Regions from separate parts of the Mus musculus genome. Here region 1 is linked to region 2. Evidence: chromatin contacts called from public promoter capture Hi-C data. All regions are on one chromosome and are shown on one strand. The core of a region is the stretch at or near the end of the contact, and the rest is flanking DNA. Distances in the headings are between cores, read along the strand shown.

Region 1 (3,964 bases), core at 73-2,572, 170 kb before region 2:
TTTAAAAAAGAAAAGAAAAGAAAACGTATCACTAATACCTGTGACCTCATCACATGGGATCAACTCAGCCAGCCATCTAGTTTGACAGATCTGTGCAGACCCCTTCCAAGTCAGGGACTCCCGTTTAGTCTGCAGGTGTGTAACACTCCTCAGGCACGGGTCCTCCTGACTCCTCAGCACGGGTCTTCCTGGCTCCTCAGGCACGGGGTCCTCCCGGCTTAGGGTCACTCCTCCTCCATAACCTACAACTGACTGTCACCAAGACTGTATTTTATGGACTATCCATGAGAAACATCAGCAGCTCCTGAGACAACAGGGCAGTGAGTTGCATCTTGGAGAGACATAGGTTTGGGAAGTTCTGTGGGCGTGGCCGGGAGCGGGTCCAGGCAGGAAGTCAGGAAGCCTCTGGCCTGACTCAGGATCTCCTCTCTGGGTTTCAAAGAAGAAAACAGAGAATTAGCACTGGGTGTGGTAGCATCCATAAAGCCAACACTAGGAAGGCTGAGGCAGGGTAATTACTATAGACTTGAAGCCAGCCTGGGTTACAACGGGGTGAGACTTTGTCCCAAATAACAACAATATAAAAACAAAACAAAAAAGGTAGGCAGAGAGATGGCCCGGCTGTTAAGATACAGGCTACCTTCCAGAGGTCCTGAATTTGATTCCCAGCATCCACACAGAGGCTCATGAATTTCTGTGACTCCAGTCCCAGGGGATCTGATGCCTGGCTGACCTCTGGTATACACACACATACACACCGGCAAAATAGCCATACACAGAAAATAATAACTAATAAACACACTGCGATACAGCCTGCAACTCCAGCACTGGGTAAGTGGAGGCAGGAAGATCAGGAGTCCAAGGTTATCCTCAGCTATGCAGCAAATTCTAGGCCAACCTGGCTACAGGAGACCTTTTCTCCAAACAGCAAACCAAACTAAATCCAGAAAAGGAAAAAAAAAAAAAAAAAAAAAAAAGCAAAAGGGAAAAAAAAAATCCCAAAACCAAAAATAGAGAATTGAGAACTCTTCAGGAAATCTGCTTGAGTTAGATATGCAGCAAGCCTTGCTTCCCAGATAAATGTGTGTGTGTGTGTGTGTGTGTGTGTGTGTGTGTGTGTGTGAACTGTGCACATGTGTGCGGGAGATCTGGGACGTTTTTTTTTTTTCGGGACGTTTTCCTAATCCCTGCCCAGCTGCTGACTTTGTTCAGTCTGGTGCCCAGCCCGCCCAGGCCCTTCTTCGGCCAGAGCTCTCCTGCCAGGCGCCACCCCAGCCTTGTGTTGTGGCAGATGTTTTCGGATATACCATGGCAACCGCAGAACAGGATGTGCCTCTGCCTCTGGACGGCAGCAGCGCCAAGCCTACGCTCCCAGGCTGCCCTGTTCTCCTGTTCAGGATCCCTCCGGGGAAGAACTGCCCAGGACCTGGTTCTGGCTTTGAGAGTGGCAGATCCTGTACTTTGGATAGGGTCTGTCAGGACGGAGGTGTGCACATCCCTGCTCAAGGCTGCTTCTCTAGTGACCCTGTGTTTGTGACTCTTGGTCCTTAAAGGTAACGAGGAGGCAGGAAGCAGAGGATCTGGTCAGTGAATGGGTGGCCCATTGTTCTCAGACCATTATAGCTTGTCCTTGAAGGATGACTTGCGTCCCAACCTGGACCAACTACTTCACATTGTACATAAGACCGCAGCTCAGAGGGGCGTACTATGTGTTCATTGTCCAGTGATTTTCTTTTTCTTTTTTCTTTTCTTTCTTTCTTTTTTTAAGGTTTATTTATTTATTTATTTATTTATTATAAGTACACACCAGAAGAGGGCATCAGATCCCATTACAGATGGTTGTGAGCCACCATGTAGTTGCTGGAATTTGAACTCGGGGCCTATGGAAGAGCAATCAGTGCTCTTAACTGCTAAGCCATCTCTCTCCAGCCCATTGTGATTTTTTTCTATGTGTGCATGTGTGTGTGTGTGTGTGTGTGTGTGTATTTTTGGGAGGTGAGACAGGGTTTTTCTATATAATCCTGGCTGTCCTGTGATATATATATATATATATATATATATATTTTTTTTTTTTTTTTTTTAAATAGGATTTCCCTATGTAGCCCAGGCTGGTTTCAAACTCATAATCCTCCTGTCTCTGTCCTCCCAGCCATACAGCACAGAGCATGTGCCTGTGTGGAGTTCTGCATGTATTATTAGCAATCCTCATATGAGCAGACATTGCTGGCCCCACCGATAGCTCTGTCTTCACTACATTTTGTGTGCACAGCTGTTTTGTTGAGACAGGGTCTTAGTATGTAGACCAGGCTAGCTTTGAATTTAGGATCACCCCCCCCCCCTCCCTGGCCTCAGTTGCCTCAGTGCCAGGATCCACATGTGTGTGCCTATTTCAACCTCGGGCCCTACTTAGATATCCAATTTCAAGAACCATAGGAAACTTGGCTCTGATACAGCACTTTGGGGCGAAGAGCCCCCTCCCTCTTTTTCTTTACCTCTTTTCTGTTTTGTTTTGTTTGAGAAAGGACTCCACTATGTAGTTTTAGCTGGCCTGGAACTCACCATATAGTCCTGGCTGACCTCAGACACATAAAGATCCACCTACCTCTGCCTCCAGAGTCCTGGAATTAAAGGCATCCACTCCTGCCCCACCCTACACCCCAATTCTGCCAGAATATACCTTTTAAAAAATTCTTGCAATGGAATCTCACTTAGCCCAGGCTGTCCTGAGTCCATAGCCAAGATGAGCGTTAGATTTCTGGTCTTCCTGCCTCCGCCTCCCAAGTGCTAGGGTCACAGGTGGGCACCACCTCTCCTGGGTCCTCAGTTCCCTCCTGTCCTTAAGTTGCTAGTTGTCAGGCCTTGTCCCGACTGTGAATCTCCCTATCAGCTTGATGCTCCCAGCCCTTTGAACTGTTCCTGGCTTTTCTACATCTTCAAGAAGGTGGGCAGAGGCATGAGAGCGTCTCAGCCTCTGGGACAAGGTGAGACAAGCTTATCTTGAAAATGTGATTTCATGTAGCTCAGGCTGGCCTTGAACTTACTCTGTAGCCAAGGATGACCTCGAATCTCTGATCCTCCTGCCTTCACCTCTTCAGGGCTCGGCTTGCAGGCACATGCTATCATATACAAGTTACTGTTTACTCCCACCCCCCATCCCCACCCCCCACCCCTGCCATGGTGCTAAGGGTTGAAGTTCAGCCTTGTACCCACTAGGAAAATTCTTGATCCTTGAGTCACATCTCAACCTTGAGAATCGGGCTTTCAGTATTAGATGCGGGTACAGGTACGTCCTCCTCCGGCTTGGGAGTGAATAAATAAGATGCTATTGAACATTTTTATCTGCTGGAACAGTTTACCAAAAAAGTAATCTCAGGCTGAAACTGGGTTCTTTACATGTCTACTTTAGGATACATAGGCAGTTTCCCCTTAAAACATACTGAATACTGTGCTGGAGAGATGGCTCAGCGGTTAAGAGCACTGATTGCTCTTCTAGAGGTCCCAAGTTCAATTCCCAGCAACCACACAGTGGATCACAACCATCTGTAACGGCATCCGATGCTGTCTTTAGGTATGTCTGAAGACAGCTACAAAGTGCTGATGTACATAAAATAAATAAATCTTTAAACACACACGCACACACACACACACACACACACACACACACACGGTGAAGACCATATGAAAGAGGCATAGCCAAGGAGCATGGGGCATGAAGTGGTGCCGACTTCGTAGGGCCTTGGTCCATCTTCCCATAACACACAAAAAGACATCAGGGGCTTTAAAGATGGCGTGGTGGCTAAGGGCACAGTTGCTTCTCTGAAGCCCTGGGTTATGTCTAGTCCTAGTACCTGCAAGGCTAATACCCAATCATCTGTAACTCCAGCTCCAGGGGATCTGATGCCCTCTTCTGGCCTCCTTGGGCATCCACACAAAGACACACATGCACTCAGATAGATGGGCAAAA
Region 2 (3,740 bases), core at 433-2,932:
AAACTGGGCCAGTGAGATAGGTCAGCAGGGAGTGGTGCTTGCTGCCAAACATGATAACCTGGGTTTGAACACGCATGGTGGAAGGAGAGAACAGAATTCCTGAGGCTGGTCTCTGACCTCCACATGCAAGTCATGACACATGCCTCCCCAATAATTTTTTAAATTGGCTAAAGATTGTAAGATGGTTCCGTTGCTGTGGAAAACAATCTAGAAGTGTCTAAAAAAAAAGAATTAGCATATAAATCTATAATCTCATTACTTGATATATATCTGGAAGGGCTGAAAACAAGACCAGAAAGAGAGGGTTATGTGCCCGAGTTTATTGCCAAGAAGTGGAAACAACCTGAATGTCCATTGAGACATGGACAGGAGAGAGAAACTAGTACTTACAATGGAATATTACTTTCCTGTAAAAAAAGACTTTATGCCAAGTGAGCTAAGACAGTCACCAAAGAACTCTGAGCGACTCCTGTCCTGAGACAGCCAACCTCAACCTCACAGGAATAGAAATAGAATGGAAATTACTAGAACAGAAGACAGGAAGGGGGAGTTACTCAACACACACAGTTCGGCTTTGAGAAGAGAAATGGTATAAAGATCTGCAGCACATACAGCAGCATGCCCACACAAGAGAGGAATCTAAAAATTCTAACACCTTTTTTATTGTATGTATGACAGAGGGAGATTTGCAGCTGATAAATATCTAGTTTGTTTCCATGTTTTGCTGTTTTAAAGAGTGAATTCACAAACATTTGTGTGGGACTGTTTAGGACTTTGTATAAACCTAATAGAAACAGATTTCTAAGACACTGCATTTTAATTTATTGCATTTGTGTGTCTGTGCACTTGTGTATGCATGTGTATATATGTGTGCACATGTGCATGCAAGTGTATGTGCATGTGTTTGCATGTATTTGTATGTATCTGTATGTTTATAGGTGTGTGTGTGTGCACGCGTGTATATGTGTGCTGTGTGCATGTGAATGCATGCATGTATGTGTATACGTGTATGGGTATATATACTGTGCATATGTGTGCGTATGTGTAGTGTGCATGTGTATATATATACGTGTGTGTGTGCGTGTGCATGTGTGCACATATGCATGTGTGTGTATTGTGAAGTGTGCATCTATGTATAAATGTGCATGCGTGTGTGCAGGTGTATGTGTGTGCATATACGAGTGTAAGTGCAGGCATATGCATGTGTATGTGTGCATGTGTTTGTGCGCGCGCGCGTGTGTGTGTGTTGCGCACCACAGCACACATAGGAAGGTCCTGATAACTTTGGTTCTCTTCTACTGTATGGTTCTGGGCACTGAACTCAGGGTGTGAGATTTGGGGGCAGCTGTTTTTACCTACAGAGCCATCTTGCTAACCCCACATTTTAAAAAATCAAAGCTAGAGCCATCTATTTTTAAATTTTCCAGTTTAATAACAGCCTTTCCACATGAACCAAGCTCCGTCCTGGAGGCGGAGCAAATGCGAAGGCTCATAGCTTCCGAAGTGGTCCCCGGGCCCCGGGAAACCTCCCTTAGCAACGAATCAGGCTGCGGTTGCTAGGAGCAAAGGAACCGGGGAGGGGTCGTCCGTTCACTATTTCAGTCCGGTGTGACTAACTTCCGGTCCGTCCTCCTGGCTTCTTCCCCCCTCCGCCGAAGCGGGGTCGCCACCGCGGGTTCCTCCACTTTGCGAGCCTCCTGTCTTGGGCTCCTCATTCCGCTGCGGCGGGCGGGCGAGCGGGGGGCGGCGGCGGCAGCGGTAGCGGCGGCGGCAGCGAGCGCGATGCTAAGTTCCCGGGCGCAGGCGGCGAGGACGGCGGCCGACAAGGCCCTGCAGCGCTTCCTGCGCACCGGGGCGGCCGTCAGGTGAGTGGGTGGGGGTGCGGGGTGGCGGTGGCGGCCGCAGGGCCTCCAGGCCTGCGCGGACCCGGCCGAGGCGGAGGCCGCGGCCCGGCGTCGCCTCCTCGTCCCTGCTGTGGCCGCGGCCTGCGACGCCCCGCAGCCCCTCGCGGTGACCCCAGACTCGGGCTCCGGGCACACAATCTGCACGCCGCTGCTCCCCCGCAGTTTGTCAGATGCCGGTCTCCCACCTCTGCCATGCTGGAGATTCTCACTTCTGCATCCCAAACCGCTCCGGTTCCCAAGCTTCCGAAGGCTCCCAGCCGCTGAGCTCCCCAGGCTGTGACAATTCCAGGCTCTTCGTTCCTGCTAGGACCCCCGTCTGCACCCCAGCCCGGTTGATCTTCCCAAGGCCTGGGGCCACACCCCCGTTGCTCACCCTGACTGCTGGGACCTGTTGCTTGGGTTGGCTACCTTGGATACCGGGGCAGGTCTAACAGCATCTTATCCGGCTCTGAAGCCCCCCACCCCGTGTTTATTCCGCCCAGCGGCCCTATTTTACCAGGTGGGAAGGAAGGCTTGATTGGGCCTTGCGGCCTAACAGCTGACCTGAGAGCAGGGCTGGTGGCCAGCTTAATCTCACCCTCAGGCTCACGTACCGTCTTCATGGTACGGTTCTGCAGAAGAACTAGTCAATCAACACCATGCCTCGGTTTCCCTCGTTGAGTGTGTGCCGAGCAGGTGTGCTGTAACTGGCCCCCTCCTTCTCCCGCTGACTGCTTTTTAAGCCAAGGTCTGTGCACATTCTATGGACTCACCCTGGAAGAACAAAAAGATTTGAAACTGGTAATTAGCTGTGACATCGGAGAATGCTGGCCGTTGTCTGACGATTGCTGTTGTCACTAGTGATCCTTTTCAGGGAGTGTTTATTCAGCTGAGACCAATATTCATGCAGGCAGAATTAGGGGGACAGATCTTAGTGGTAGAGCATTTGTCTGTCCTGCATAAGGCCCTAGCTAGGGTCAGTCCCTGGTACCAGGGGAGGTGATCAACTTCATATAGTCCAAGCATTAGGTAAGAACGTATTACACACATGTCCACATGCAACATATATGTGGGTACATGTTACACACACGTTGCACGTATGTGTGGGTTGCCTTACTTGGAGATACAGAACTTTGTATAAAATTGTGTTTTGAATTACTGCTGCAGTTTTCTTAATTGTGGGAAAAAAGAATAGTGTCCACCTTCAAGTCTAGCCTGGAACGAAGAAATCTTTAATCGTATGAACATATAGATGTCCTCTTGTGGTATTGTTTCGTATTCTCAAAGAGAAATCCATTTTTAAAGCCAGGCCTGGTGCCACCGCTCTGTCACGAATTGCTCATGAGCCAGGAGGACTCTTGAGTTCAGAGCCAGCCTGAGCAACAACAACAACAACAACAACAAAACCCTAATTAAGTAAATAGGGAGAGCTTGGGGAGATGGTTCAGGTGTTCGACTGCCTATTGCATAAGCAACAAATGTGAAAACCAGAGTTGAGGTCACCAGAAGCCATGCGAGCACCAGGTGGCCTGGCATATTTCCTGCATCGGGAGGGAAGAAGCATGAGAGAGTGATGAGCTGTGCCAATGAGCTCTGGGCTCCCCACCCGAATGAACAAGCTACAGAGTGGTGACAAGGACTCCCAGTGTCCCTCCCCCTCCCCCATTTTCTAGTTAAGTGCTCAAGTATCCCAAATTCCAAGGCAAGGTCTTATTGGTACATATTACCTTAGATTTCAAGCTTGCTGGTTGGAGGGCTTATTTTGATGTAACATGTCACCTTCCTGCCACTGTCTGTACCAGCCTGCTGTTGGGAGACAGAGTGACAGTCCACGTCTTCTCCTTTTCAGATACAAAG

What was found. Promoter capture Hi-C pulls out the DNA fragments that hold promoters and counts their contacts.
Region 1: a contact with region 2 is called in a promoter capture Hi-C map of liver. The contact joins the enhancer-like site here to the promoter of Usp30 in region 2. A contact is called at or near these places in 4 of 39 promoter capture datasets (the HPC-7 cell line, embryonic stem cells, liver and 1 more) and 2 of 9 other capture datasets (adipose tissue and liver).

Annotation. Positions count from the first base shown.
Region 1 is chr5:113,929,774-113,933,737 of GRCm38.p6, forward strand. No RefSeq gene overlaps it. Among named protein-coding and RNA genes, the nearest start is that of Coro1c, 23 kb to the left of the region's middle. Within about 2 kb of position 1,323, at least 129 of the 459 cell types and tissues checked have an H3K27ac peak or open chromatin away from gene starts, as enhancers often do. A contact at or near this core is called in the HPC-7 cell line, adipose tissue, embryonic stem cells and 1 more, where this site is marked.
Region 2 is chr5:114,098,651-114,102,390 of GRCm38.p6, forward strand. Usp30 (ubiquitin specific peptidase 30) reads left to right here and starts at 1,683. Exons shown (of 13, transcript NM_001033202.3): 1 at 1,683-1,865; 2 at 3,733-3,740. The coding sequence starts at 1,783.